Linked DNA regions of Mus musculus: region 2 is linked to region 1. Evidence: chromatin contacts called from public HiChIP or PLAC-seq data. All regions are on one chromosome and are shown on one strand. Each heading gives the region's core, a stretch centred on a gene start, on an enhancer-like site or on the middle of the called end of the contact. The rest is flanking DNA. Distances are from core to core; before and after follow the strand shown.

What was found. HiChIP or PLAC-seq counts read pairs in DNA pulled down with a chosen protein or histone mark.
Region 2: an H3K4me3 HiChIP or PLAC-seq map of embryonic hindbrain shows a contact between it and region 1, with 4 times the contacts expected there. The contact joins two enhancer-like sites. A contact is called at or near these places in 1 of 15 datasets of contacts at CTCF or cohesin (the NIH/3T3 cell line), 6 of 484 Hi-C or Micro-C datasets (the G1E-ER4 cell line, the MC38 cell line, bone marrow-derived macrophages and 2 more) and 13 of 115 datasets of contacts at active chromatin or transcription factors (the HPC-7 cell line, bone marrow-derived dendritic cells, bone marrow-derived macrophages and 9 more).

The regions. Positions count from the first base shown.
Region 1 is chr1:156,751,243-156,757,771 of GRCm38.p6, reverse strand. Gm39683 (a long non-coding RNA gene) reads right to left here. Exons shown (of 3, transcript XR_865660.1): 3 at 4,511-4,710. Among named protein-coding and RNA genes, the nearest start is that of Gm39683, 10 kb to the right of the region's middle. Within about 2 kb of position 5,226, at least 79 of the 459 cell types and tissues checked have an H3K27ac peak or open chromatin away from gene starts, as enhancers often do. A contact at or near this core is called in the G1E-ER4 cell line, where this site is marked.
Region 2 is chr1:157,051,455-157,058,332 of GRCm38.p6, reverse strand. No RefSeq gene overlaps it. Among named protein-coding and RNA genes, the nearest start is that of Gm30568, 27 kb to the left of the region's middle. Within about 2 kb of position 2,827, at least 49 of the 459 cell types and tissues checked have an H3K27ac peak or open chromatin away from gene starts, as enhancers often do. A contact at or near this core is called in the G1E-ER4 cell line, where this site is marked.

The sequences.
Region 1 (6,529 bases), core at 3,977-6,476:
ATCTCTAAAACTGTAAGAACAGAAATCTGTGTTGTCTAAAGTATCTCAGCCTATTAGTTATAAGAGCAATACAAAACAGATGACAATAACCTAGTGTTAACACTCACTGGAGGCAACCTGGTTTTACTCTCCTCAAGGGTTCTTTCCCTTCCCCCAGCCTGTACTTGTCCTGCCCCTCTGATGAGTGCCCTTTGCATTAGAACAGTGACACATTGGGTGAGAGTGGCCTGGTGGCTCTGTTCCTTTTAGCCATGTCCCGCTTCTGCACAGGGGTCATCAGCATTGTCCCCTGAGACCTTTCATAGTCTGAGTCTTGCCTACATTTTTCTGGATTTTCCAAAATCTTTCCCAAGGGGCAGGTACATTTGTGTGTGACTGACTGGTTAAAACCTAGAGCTGCCGAGGTCACCACAATGTGGTCTCTCCTAAGACATTGGTGGAAATACATGAAATGGTCTTTTCCAGATTTAAAAAACGAGACAAAGCAAAAACAAATAAACAGACACCTATCAGTAAATCTTGACCTTTGACCTAGGGCAAGGGAAGTATTCGGTAGGTAAAAGCAACGTGACTATGTCATCTGATAACCCAAGTTCAGAGCCCTCACACCCAAGTAAAAGCCAGACACTGTGACAGTGGTGTGTACCTGTTGTCCCAGCACTCATCCTAGGACACGTGAGATGGAGGCCAGTCCCCTGGAAGCTTGAGCTCTGACTCTCCTGGAGTATACAGTGCAAATGATATGGGAGACTGCCCCAAACAGGATGGTGAGCGAGCAAGGACCAACACCCAAGGCTGTCCTTGCTGTGGCATGAATGTGCTGTCACAAGCATGTAGACACTCAAGAATGTGTACACAGAGAGAGAGAGAGAGACAGAGAGACAGACAGAGAGACAGAGACAGAGAGACAGAGATAGAGACAGAGACAGAAGTCTTATTTAACTTAAGATGAAAGATGAGCTAAGAATAGCTAGAAGTTTGAAAAATACAACAGAAACAGAAAGAAAAAGAAGAGACATCATGGTGAAGGCAGACAAATAAGAAAATAGGAAATAATGAAGAATACGAGGGAGAAAATGGAGCCCTCCCGTGGCACACAGCTGGACGGGCAGGGAAAAATGCTGGGTTTCTGAGTTTATGCATCTTGTGAAGGCTTGGAGAGCCAGGCAGGAGCAGTATGTAGAGCAAAGTGTTCCACTTGTTCCTTCCTGGAAGAGCGTGGGCGCAGGCACAGGCACAGGGGCTGAACAAGGAGAAGGGTCAGGAAGAGAGTTCACAGCAGCCTGGTAAAACCATGACAGGGAACGGGGGGAAGAGGAGGTATTCACAATATGGAAGGGTTGGACATTAGGTGACAGTAAGTAGCAGAGGAGAAAGGAACAGAGAGAATGTGTGAGGGAAGACTGATTTTGTTGTTGTTGTTGTTGTTAGAATACACAGTTATGCCATTTTCTTCAATATAAAGAAACCAAGAAAGAGAGAGGACCAGGTGGCCAGAGATGCAGATGAAAGGGGCAACTTATCGAAGGGTTAAATCAGGCTTACAGTTCAAGGACTTACAGTCCATCATGGTAGAGAGGCACGTGGCAACAAGAGGCAAGTGTGGCTGCAGGAGCAGGAAGCTGAGCACTCACATCCTCACTACAAACTTAGAGAGGCTTTAACTTCAAAGCCCTCCCCGACTGCCGCACTGGCTAAAGCTCCCCAAACAGCACCACCAACTGGAGATGCAATGTTCAGAGGAGCACCAAACCTGGCTTGGTGGCCCACTGGGGACGTGGAGATGGAGATCACAGACGCCAGCCTTTCCCCCACAGCTGCATTTCTATTTCTCCCCTCGGTGTACAGAGGCTCCATACAGCCTTGCAACGCCCATCACGGTCTCCTTTCCTTTTTCATTGCTATAGACATTCGTGTAGGTATGGGGCTGTATTTTTCCGCTGGTTTTACCCTGGTTAGATGCTTGTTGACCATTTGTATATCCTCTCTGGAGCCATGTCTATTCAAGACCCAGATTTCAAATACCCAAATCCTCATGGCCTCACTGAACCCATAGGATTCCCATGGGTCTCTAAATGAAGAAGCTGAGGCAAAGCTGTCCCAGCTTCAGTGATGGGGATCAGTCTGCCTGATCCCCAAGTTCATACCCTCCTCCCAAACTTTCAAGTGCACAGGTGCTAACTCCAAAAAAATACCCATGGTGTGGGTACAATAATCTGGCTCCCAAGATGGGAATAAGGAAGAGGTTCCACCTGCATTTGGAGTGACAGACAGATGTACGAGACAATGAAGACCATGCTCTGAACCAGAATGGCCCATTGAGTGACCCTTTTTAGCTAGGCCTGTGTGTACCTCAGTAAAGGACCTATTTGGTGTGTTCAGCAGGTTCCCAGAATAGAGGTCATTCGGGTTTTATGCTCTGTGCTCCCTTGTACGCTAGGAATTCTTCCAACTTGGCCAAACACTGCTCCAGCTGCAGTTTCTAGGACAAACTCAGACAGACCCTGCCTCACCCAGGGTCACACAGATAGACCTGGGAGTCCATGGCCCGAGTAGCCAAACAGCTGCAAGAAACCCAGAGGTGAGGCAATTTTTCTATTAGACTGTCAGTTTCGTCAGAGACTTCTTCCAGAAAATGGCCCAAGGCTCAGTGCGTGCACGTGCACGCACACACACACACACACACACACAAATATGTCCTCGGACACCATTACAGGCTCACCTAGACTCTAAGAGGTGCAAAGAGAGGCTGGGAAGGAGTGGGAGCCAGGGGAAATAGTGCTGATTGTCTGAGGCTGGAGGAGAAATAAGGCACAGAGCTGCCCTCGGGCCTTGGCAGGCAGCCCTCACCTCTGGAAACGAAGCTCAAGTATTCCTTCTTCTCTTCTCCCGGGGCTTCCTGTTTCCTATTTGGTCTCTGGTTTCCAGGCAACAGTGAATACCCCCCAAACTCCTGACATACACGGGTCCTTCTCTCTGAAGCTTGCATCTCTAACGAGTTTCCCATCTGCCAGGTCTCCCAGGGCAGCCCATCCATTCTGCTGTCTCCGAAGGACAAAAGCAATCGAAGAAGCCTTGTGGTTTAGGGCTGTGCATGGTTCTCCTTTTGTAGGTTCCTCCAGTTTAATGACTATTCCTGCAAAGTCACTTTGGTCAGCTTGGGGGCCAGGAGTGGAGAGTTAGGGTTTCTGTTCTGATTTGGAAAAAGCACTGAATCTGGAAGGCGCTCCCAGCTCAGAAGCAAGGTGGAGGCTCACCCTACCGCCAAGCTGCTGGCTGGCAGCTTCTCTCCTAGAAGTGGGGAGAGAGATAGTTTTCTGGTTGTTTCTGGTAGATTTCAGGTGAGTCTGACACTGTCTTAGATGCCTGTGAACTCAGTGGGCCAGGGGGGCAGAGGGTAGTACAATATAAAACTGAAGGGAAGCAGAGATGTTGAACAACTGGCATTGATTTTTATAGTGTTATACAGTTATGCATAATTTCATAGTTTCCGAAGTTAAGAATTACTTAAAAGCATAAAATACAAACAACAGTGCAGCGAGTACTTTCCCTCAGAGACTCTGACTCTGAGGGCAACCTCCTGTATTTCCTTACCCATTCTTAAAACTTTAACTACACATTTTAAAAGGCTATTAATCTTGATCTAATTTTCATTTTAGACACTCTTTATTGACTGTCACCAGAAAAGGCGAAGATTCATCTCTTTTACATATATACTTTTCTGATCCCCAGACACATGCTCACATGTGTATACACACATACACACACACACACTTCCACTGGCCCACTTAACAATCAGCTGTTCGACAGTAGAGAGTGGAGAACGGTTTCAAACCACAGTTGGTGCCAATCTAATGTTTTGTAGCACAAAAGAGCAACAGAGTCTGACATGATTAGTTATGCATTTTAACAGACTACAACGTGTGTGTGTGTGTGTGTGTGTGTGTGAGAGAGAGAGAGAGAGAGAGAGAGAGAGAGAGAGAGAGAGAGAGAGAGAGAAGTGTGCAGTACATCTGTGGGTGTCGGCCTGTAGAGGCCAGAGGTCAATACCAGAAGTCTTCCTCAGTTAACCCCCACCTTATTTGACACAGGATCTCACTCAGAACCAGAGGTTGCTATTTCAGTTAGCCTGGCTATACAGCAAGTCCTAGGAATCCTCCTGTCTCCACCACTGGCTCTGGCAATGGGATTATAGGCGTACACTCTCCTGTCTGACTTGATTTTTCAAGTGCATGCTTAGGACGCCAGCCCAAGTCCCTGCACTTGGACAAGGCCATTATGGACTGAACCAGCTCCCAAACCAAAAATTAAAACATTTTAAAGTTAAAAATAGAAAAAAATTAAATATTCAGCATACACTGTATTAAAATAAGCCATGCCAAAATGCATATAATTACTACATATCAATCAAAAAGTAATGCCAAAAAATAATAACCAATATTTAGTACTTTTATTGTTTCTGGGCAAATACTACTCCATGTTAAATCCAGACTCATTTCCTTTCTTTAGAGTCCCCACCTCTACCCCATACCCGCCTTAGAGACTGCCTTTGTGGGACTAGAGAAATGACTCAGCGGTTAGATCGCGGTTATGATCGCTTGATGCTCTTCAAGAGGAACAGAGTTCAGGTCCCAGCACCTGTGGCAGGCAGCTCATAACTTCTTACAACTTCAGATCCAGGGGATCTGACCTCTCAGGACACCCCCAAACCTAGGGCAGAAGAGAGACACGGCCACATACGTATATGAAAAGTACAAATGAAGCTCAATTTAAAAGAATACCTGCTGTTGTTGTTTTGCTTTATTCTCCGTGTAGTTTATCATTCATCTCTCCCCATGCCACCTCCCCCCCCCCATGATGACTCAAACCACAGCGGGATGCTTTAATTTTTTTCTCCAAACATCGCTCTCTTCAGAGGATGATTTATTTTCTTTAATTGCTTCCATAAGACACCATTCAAAGCAACCGAAGGCATTGTGGAGAAATGAGACCCACAGCCAGGTATTAGCATCAAGAATACAGAAAGCTGGAGTTACAGTAGTTATGAGCTGCCTGGCAAGGGTTAAGTGGGGCTGCAGGACCAGGAAGCTGAGAGCTTACATACTTAGCTATAAACATAAGCAGAGAGGGCAAACTGAAACTTTGCAAGGCTTTAAGCTCAAAGCCCTCCTCCACCGATCCCAGCCCCACCGCTGCACCGGCTAAAGCTCCCCAAACAGCGCCACCAACTGGAGACGAGATGTTCAAATGCAGGACCGTGGAGCTAGCTCATTTCTTATTCAAACCACCGTAGCAAGCTCTCATCTCCTTGCTATGGAACCCGCTATGCTTCCTTTCAGTTCCTTTTTGATCCTAATTCTCTCTGCCTCGGCCTACACTTCATTTTGGTGGAGTTACTGTTTAGTACGGTCCTGTGCAAAAAGGCGAAGGGATCGATCACTCTGAAGGCACTGTTCCTCGTGCCCTGGTTTGTGTGCCGCCTTTGTCCTCATCCCTGCGCTTTGTATGTGACTTCTCCTTACCCAGCTCATCTCTGCGTTCTCGATGCTCTGACAACTCAAGATTAAGTACCTGGCTGTGGGCCTCATTTCTCCGCCATGCCTTTGGACCAGTGATTTATGAACGTGGCACTGAAATGCTTTCTAGTATGCTTAATTGATTATGTGCGCTCATTCTCTGGTCTTTCCCACTGAAACGCCTGCAGGATGACCTTTGACCTTTCTTTTTTTCCATTACTTTGATTTTTGTTTGTTTGTTTTTTGTTTTACTCCTAGGAGATTTCCACAATTGGTATTTACAGTCCCCAGTGGGATAAAACTGTTAGTAGTTTCCAAGACTGGCTTCTTATGCAGTTGTATCCATTTCTTTAAATGGCACCTTTCCCCTTTAAAAACACAAAACAAAACGAAATGCTGTGCCTTAAGCTGGACATGGTAACTCAAAAACAGATGGATATCTGTAAGTTAGAGACCAGCCCTAATCTACATAGTCAGACTCTCCCAAAACACCAAAAGAACAATAGAAAAAAACTAAAAAATTTTAAAAAGAAAGAAAAGAAAAGAAGGGAAAACTGGACTGTGATCTTTCTGGGCATCACTGTAATTATTTTAATGGTTCAGGGGTTTCTTTTGCTTGTTTTGGTTTGGGTTGGGTTGGGGTTTTTGGTGTCTTACATTCCCTTTGTTACCCAGAAAGTCCCTTTCTCTGTTTATTTTTGTTAGTTTTGGTGTCTTTCACACTGAAAGTTGTGTAGTTTGGCTTTAAAAATACAAAAATACAAAAGCTGGGGCAGGAGTGAGGGGACACTTACAACAAAATATAAAAACCTGTCTTCAGAAAAAAATTAAAGTATACAAGCTCCCTTTAAGGAGACAAAAGGTAAATTCATTGTTATAAAATGAAAATTTTCAACTAAAGATTATATTTTGCTGTACATTGTACTTTCTAGATGACATTTAAGATGCTCCACATACCCCAGAAATAATAAAGAAATTAGCTGGCATTAAACCTTGTTTTCACTATAAACATC
Region 2 (6,878 bases), core at 1,578-4,077, 300 kb before region 1:
TGTTTGCTGTGAGTTTTTTGTTTCTGTTTTCATTGTTTCTTTTTTTGAGACCAGGTTTCTCTTTGTAACCAGCCCTGCCTGTCCTGGAACTCCGAAGTCCAGTTTGGTCTCCAACTCAGAGATCCACCTGTCTCTATCTTCCCAGTGCTGGGATTAAAGGCATACACCACTACCACCAGGCTCAGGTGTCATATTTTAAAATAGCCATAAACTCAGCTGTAAGAGGTAATGGAGATGATGCCATTGCTCTTCACCCAGCTTATTCCCAGTGATGACATCTTAAAACCTATAAACCATATATATCACAGTCAAGATATTGACACTGGTACAATACATAGATCTCAATCAGGTGTCATGGCACCCTATATATTCATATGTGTGTGCACGCAAACATGTACTTAGCCGTAATTATTTTATGACAAATTGTGTGTATCAATATTTCTCATTCTTATGTTAGTTTATTTTCCTTTTGTTGATGCCTCCATCCTCCAGCTTCAGCTCCTATTGATTGCTAACCTTTGCTCTCTCATCCTAACACTGTTATTTCAGGATGCCATATAAATGGGGCACATGTATATACATATGGCACGTATGTATATATACATATGGTACATATGTATAATCTCAGCTTCTTAGAATACAGGAGCCCAGAATTTTGAGGCTAGCCGGGGCAACACTGCAAGACTCTCAAAAACCTAAAGATATCATTCATATACATGACAAAGTAGAATATGTAACCTTTTGTCACTGTATGTTGTTACCTGGTTTTCACTGAAGTCCACCCAACTTTTTTCACATATCAAAGTTTCTCCCCTTTTTATTGCTGAGTGTTTGTCCAAGGCTGTGCTATTTTAGGCTTCTTGAAGGATTTTCTTCTGTTCCATTTTTCTATATGTCTATGTGTCTATGTGTCATAGAAACAGGATCACTCTGTTTCTGTGACTCTGTCATCTTGTTTGAAGTTAGGTGAAGTGACACCTTTCATATGTTGTTCAGGACTCTTTGGCTGCTTGGTTCTTTGTGTCTCTGGATACATTTTAGGATTTTTCTTCCTACTTCTGTGAAGAATGTCATTGGAATTTGGAAGAAGCATAAGTTTTTTTTTTTCATTTTCATGTGTATGCGTGGTATGAATGTGTGTATGCATGTTCTGTATGTGTGATGATGCATGTGTGTGAGTGTGTGTGCATCAAACGTGTACTGTCCTTGCAAAGGACCCAGAGGTCAGTCCTAACAGCCACGCCAGGTGACTTACAACTGCCTGGAGCCCTAGCTCTAGAGCAATGGCTCTCAATCTGTGGGTCACAACCTGCCTTAGTCAGGGTTTCTATTCCTGCACAAACACCATGGCCAAGAAGCAAGCTGGGGAGGAAAGGGTTTACTCAGCTTACACTTCCCACACTGCTATGCATCACCACAGGGAGTCAGGACTGGAACTCAAGCAGGTCAGGAAGCAGGAGCTGACTGCAGAGGCCACGAAGGGATGTTACTTACTGGCTTGCTTCCCTGGCTTGCTCAGCCTGCTCTCTTATAGAACCCAAGACTACCAGCCCAGGGATGGCACCACCCACAAGGGGCCCTCCCACCCTTGATCACTAATTGAGAAAATGCCTTACAGCTGCATCTCATGGAGGCATTTCCTCAACTGAAGCTCCTTTCTCTGTGATAACTCCAGCTTCGGTAAAGTTGACACAAAGCCAGCCAGTACACAACCCTCTTGGGAAACCAAATGATGGTTTCACAGGGGTCACCTAAGACCATTGGAAAACACAGATATCTTACATTATGATTCATCACAGTAGCAAAATTTCAGTCGTGAAGTAGCAACAAAAATAATGCTATGTATTGGTTGGGGGTCACCACACGTGAGGAACTGTATTAAAGGGTCTCAGCATTAGGAAAGTTTAGAACAACTGCTCAAGAGGGTCACCTCTGGCTTCTATAGGTACCCTTCTTCACATGTACAGACTCACACAGACACAGAATTCAAAATAAAAAGGAAAAAAATTTAAGTTAAGCTATGAGGGGACTGAGGGGACTTTAGTGGGCCAGGTACTTATCTTAACCAACATGTATACGTATTCAATCCTTAGCACTATAATAGATAAAAAACAACTAATTAAATTATGAAGAAAAAAAAAGACATGTGCGTATTTCTTTTCTGGATTTACCAGAATGAAGAATCAGATAAACCAGCTGCCTTGCTCTGATCTGCAGGAGGCCTTGACTCTGGGTAACTCAAGCTCCATCCTGCGTTCAGTAGAGATAATTAGGAAGCCCAGTGTCCCAGGCCCCTATTTGACTATGACAGACATCTGGCATTCTTAACAGAAAAATAAAGGTCGCTCTTTTTTAAAAAGCAGGGACCCCGTTGCCTGAATACAATGGAGAACACACACCATGGTAAATGTCGGGGACTTGTAACCTGTTTGTCCTTATTTCAATTTTCAAAATATAAGAAAAATAAGAAGGAGCTTAACAAATAAGCCGCGTCTGCTCGGGCTCTCTCTGTTCTATGTAGTACGTGTGCCCCACGCAGCGGCATACACACATGCATGCAGCAAGCACCTTAGAATGAAACGCCTGCATCTATCCTCACAGTATCCGGGAATTCTAGTAAGGTTTATTCAAAGCAGCATCCATCAAGGCTATAAATAGCAGACATGGGCCTCTGTAAGCACTGTAGCTATTTATTTTTTTAATAGGGGTTCTCATGTTACAAGGACATCACAGATAACTGAATAATTTATGTAATGGTAGATGGTATGGGCTTCGTTCCTTGCCAGTGAGCTCATTCCCAGGTGTCTAAAGCAGATAAGGGGAGCAAAAAGCTACAGCCCAGGGCTCTGCGAGCTGTCAATTCATTTTTGCTAGGAGGAATTCGCCACCGGAGGTGTATGTATAGTCTTTAGTTAATGTTATCTCAGCCGTGGAGGGCATAGACACTGCAGGCAATTCCTTAGTCGCCTTGAGCCAGCTCATAATAATGCATAAAGCACAGCATGAGAGCCACCCTGCAGAATAGCAAATTGCTTTCTGAATGCTTGGTGATCTTAACAAAAGATGGTGGTGTGGAGGCGTATGTTTGTTCTCTAGGAAAATATAGGGAAATGAGGGAGTTGGGAAATGGAGATAAGAAAAAAAAATGACCTGGACGGCTATGTTTCTGGGAGCCTCCATTGTTATCTTTTCAGAGACTTGAAGTATAAAAATAATCTATCGTGTGCTTTACAGATTTACCTTCAGCCACACACAGTAATCAGGCGAGCAGGTGACACTCAGAAGTCAGGCGCGCTTTTCTCTCCAGTGTAATTTTAATGAAGACAAAATTTCATCAAAAGAAAAAAGGTTTAATTCTGTAACAGGAAAACAGCCAAAAATACTCAACAGACCCATAACACGAGAGGAAGTCAGGTGGCCGATAAGCAGTAGGAACTCTTCTGATTTCACTCAGGAGGCAGCGGAGTGCAAATTGTGCCCAGCATGAGACTACAGCAGTGCACCTGAGCCCTGGACATGCTCAAGTTTGGTAATGGCAAGAGCGAAGGATGCAGGGTGTTGGGAATCCCTGGAGAGTTTAAGTTGAAGAAAGAATTTTGGTAAACACTTGCGCATATTGGTAAGTTGCCCTAAGGCAGTGATTCTCAACCTGCAGGCTGTGATCAAAGTAATGTTCAAATGCCCCTTTCACATGGGTAGCCTAAGACTATTGGAAAACACATTATGGTTCATAACAGCAGCAAAATCACAATTACGGAGTAGCAAAGAAATAATTTTATGGTTGGGGGGGTCACCACCACATGAGGGTCTGTATTAAAGGGTCGCAGCATGAGGGAGGTTGAGAACCACTGCACTAAGGCGTGACTTGTCCTGTGTCCACTGTAGGGAAATGCCCCGGAAGTGAGTGTGTCTACTTAACTAGTGGAAGGCTTCAGCACAAAGTGTGCTGACAAGAGCACAGCTCACAAATCCCACAAACTGGAGACAGCTGTGTGCCTGCTCACATAGAAAGGGTCAGAGCCAGACCCGCTCAATGATGAGCAAAGCTGTAAGCCTTGACTGAACACATCAAGCTAACAAAGCTAACCTCTCCTACTGGCTGGCTTTGTGTGTCAAGTTGACACAAGCTGGAGTTATCACAGAGAAAGGAGCCTCCCTTCAGGTAATGCCTCCATGAGATCCAGCTGTAAGGCATTTTCTCAATTAGTGATCAAGGGTGGGAGGACCCCTTGTGGGTGGTGCCATCCCCTGGGTTGGTAGTCTTGGTTCTATAAGAGAGCAGGCTGAGCAAGCCAGGGGAAGCAAGCCAGTAAGCAGCATCCCTCCATGGCCTCTGCATCAGCTCCTGCCTCTAGGTTCCTGCCCTGGGTGAGTTCCTGCCTGACTTCCTTTGGTGATGAACAGCAATGTGGAAGTGTAAGCTGAATAAACCCTTTCCTTCCCAACTTGCTTCTTAGTCATGATGTTTGTGCAGGAAGAGAAACCCTGACTAAGACACCTCTTCTGTTTCGGCATGTGCACTGGGCTGGGAAGAGAGCAAAGGGGGTCACTATGCTAAAAGCCAGGATGCTGGTGACTTCAAGAAGGAGAAAAGAGGAAGCGGCTGAGGGAAATATACAATGGACTTCTGCACAATGGGATTGTTCTGTCCCTTGGTCTGGTTGTGGCTTTGTGTGTTTTCTTTTTATAAGTATGCACTAAGCTGGGTGTTTATGTTGAGCCCTTTTCTATGTGTATCTGTGTCAATAAAATACATATTACTAAACAGGAAAAGATCTGAAAAGGAAGTTTCTTCTTCACTTTTAGTGCCTTTCACAAGTGCACCTGAGGCACGCAGCTCAGCTTAATGATATTTAAGTCAATGCTGCTAATAATGGCATACCTCAAGGTCCCAGCAGGCTGTGGGGTGAGAAGAAGAGCAGAGATCTCTGGCTCCAGACTTGATGTCTGCTGTGACCTTAATAACTAGGCTCCCACCCACCCAGAGCCCTAAACACACACACACATACACACACATACATACATACACACACACACACATATACACACACACATACATACATACACACACATAAATACACACATTTACACATATACATACATACACACATACACACACATACATACACATATATACACACACATACACACGCACTCACACATACACATACATACATACACATACATACATACACAGGCACACTTATACACATAAGCATACAAGCATACACACAAGCACCTACACACATATGCACACATGTGCATGCACAGACACACACACACCCTGGGAAGCTCTCTGGCCTCAGCTCTCTCCCATAAAGAGCTCAGGCCTATTTGAGCTCTGTCAAGAACCTGTTAATATGTTCTTAGAAAGTCTTTGTAAAAACTTTTAACTTAAAAAATACAAATTATTATATAGCTCAAGTCATAAAACACTTTCCTAGCATTCACAAAGTCCTGAGGTTCATCTCCAACGTCAGCATGGTGGCACCTGCCTGCAATCCCAGTCCTTCGGGAGGCAGATGAGGAGGGGCAGAAGTCCAGTGCTTTCCTGGGATATGGTGAGATCCACGACAGCCTGGAATACATGAGACCCTGTCTCAAAAGAAAAAACTTATTTTCATTTTGTCAAGAATCTAGATTCTTATGAGCTGCTTCTGGGGTCATGGGTCCACCCCAGAGCTAACCAATTAATATCTATGAGCCAACTGGGAATGGGATGTGCTATTTCAGCTGCCTTGGGCCAATAAGAAAACACAGGTGACCTTAGTGGGCAGAACACACACTGGCAAACAACTTCAAGGAGACCTCATAAACAGAGTGTCCATACAGCATTGGAGAAATAGTATCACATGAGATTTTGGTCCTGGGACAATACAGACAGGGCAAGCCCAATCGAATCATACTGGTACCCAAGTACAGAGTAAAGGGCATCGTCAAAAAACCTCATCATACCCTTAGGAAGGGGTATGGATTCCGTATCCACTCTGCCACAGGGCACGGCCGCTTGGGGGTGTGGGAGAGTTAACAGTCGCTAGGTGGATGTTGGGCCATTCCGAAGCTCTGGGACACCAATCTGGGAGTGGGGAGGGCCCAGTCTGAGGTCTAGGACAGCTGGAGCTGGCTCAGGGGGTCCCCGGGCCTGTGATGAGGCAGGGGCTGGTTCTCAGGCTCTCGGACACCCAGGCACAGCTGGAAGCTGCGGGACAGCTGAGAACAGAGTGAAGACCCATGGGCTGGATCTGTCTTGGGGTCGTGGTGGGGAGAAGGAGGGAGCTCTGGCTCATCCCACAGGGGGGAATTCTCGGCTTGAAGGCAGCTACAGGCTTCGGCTTGGCTTGGTGGCCATTGTCCGGAGCACAGAGAGGCCTTCTATGGGAGATTAGACTACAGCTCTATAAGCGAAGGCCTTCTCCATGGCTCCCCACAGCGGAGCTGGATGAAAAGAGGCAGTCCATGACTTTAAGGCATTTATTGTCATGGCGGAAAGTGGATGAGTAAAACCCTACCCCAGGCCTGAGGTTAAATGCCTTTTGCAGGGAGGAGTGTCTGGGAAGGAAAGCTTATTGGCTAAACCCTCCAGGCCTTTAGGTACCTCATTAAAATGGAGATCTGTCTTGAGCCTATGTTACTACAGGTCACATCCTTTACATGTGGAGGGACACTGTGGCGTTGCCCTTAGGTAACTGATGGCCACAAATCTATGGGAGGCTGCGGCTAGTGACAGGGACCTGGTATCTGGGAACAGGCAAAACTCCTACCATCCCTTCAGGGTCTTTGGGGTTTCTAGCCTTAGCTTAATGGGGAACCAGGCTCCTTTTCATAGTCCCACACCGTTACATCAGTTGGATGCTATTATATGTGGTTTGTTGTGATTG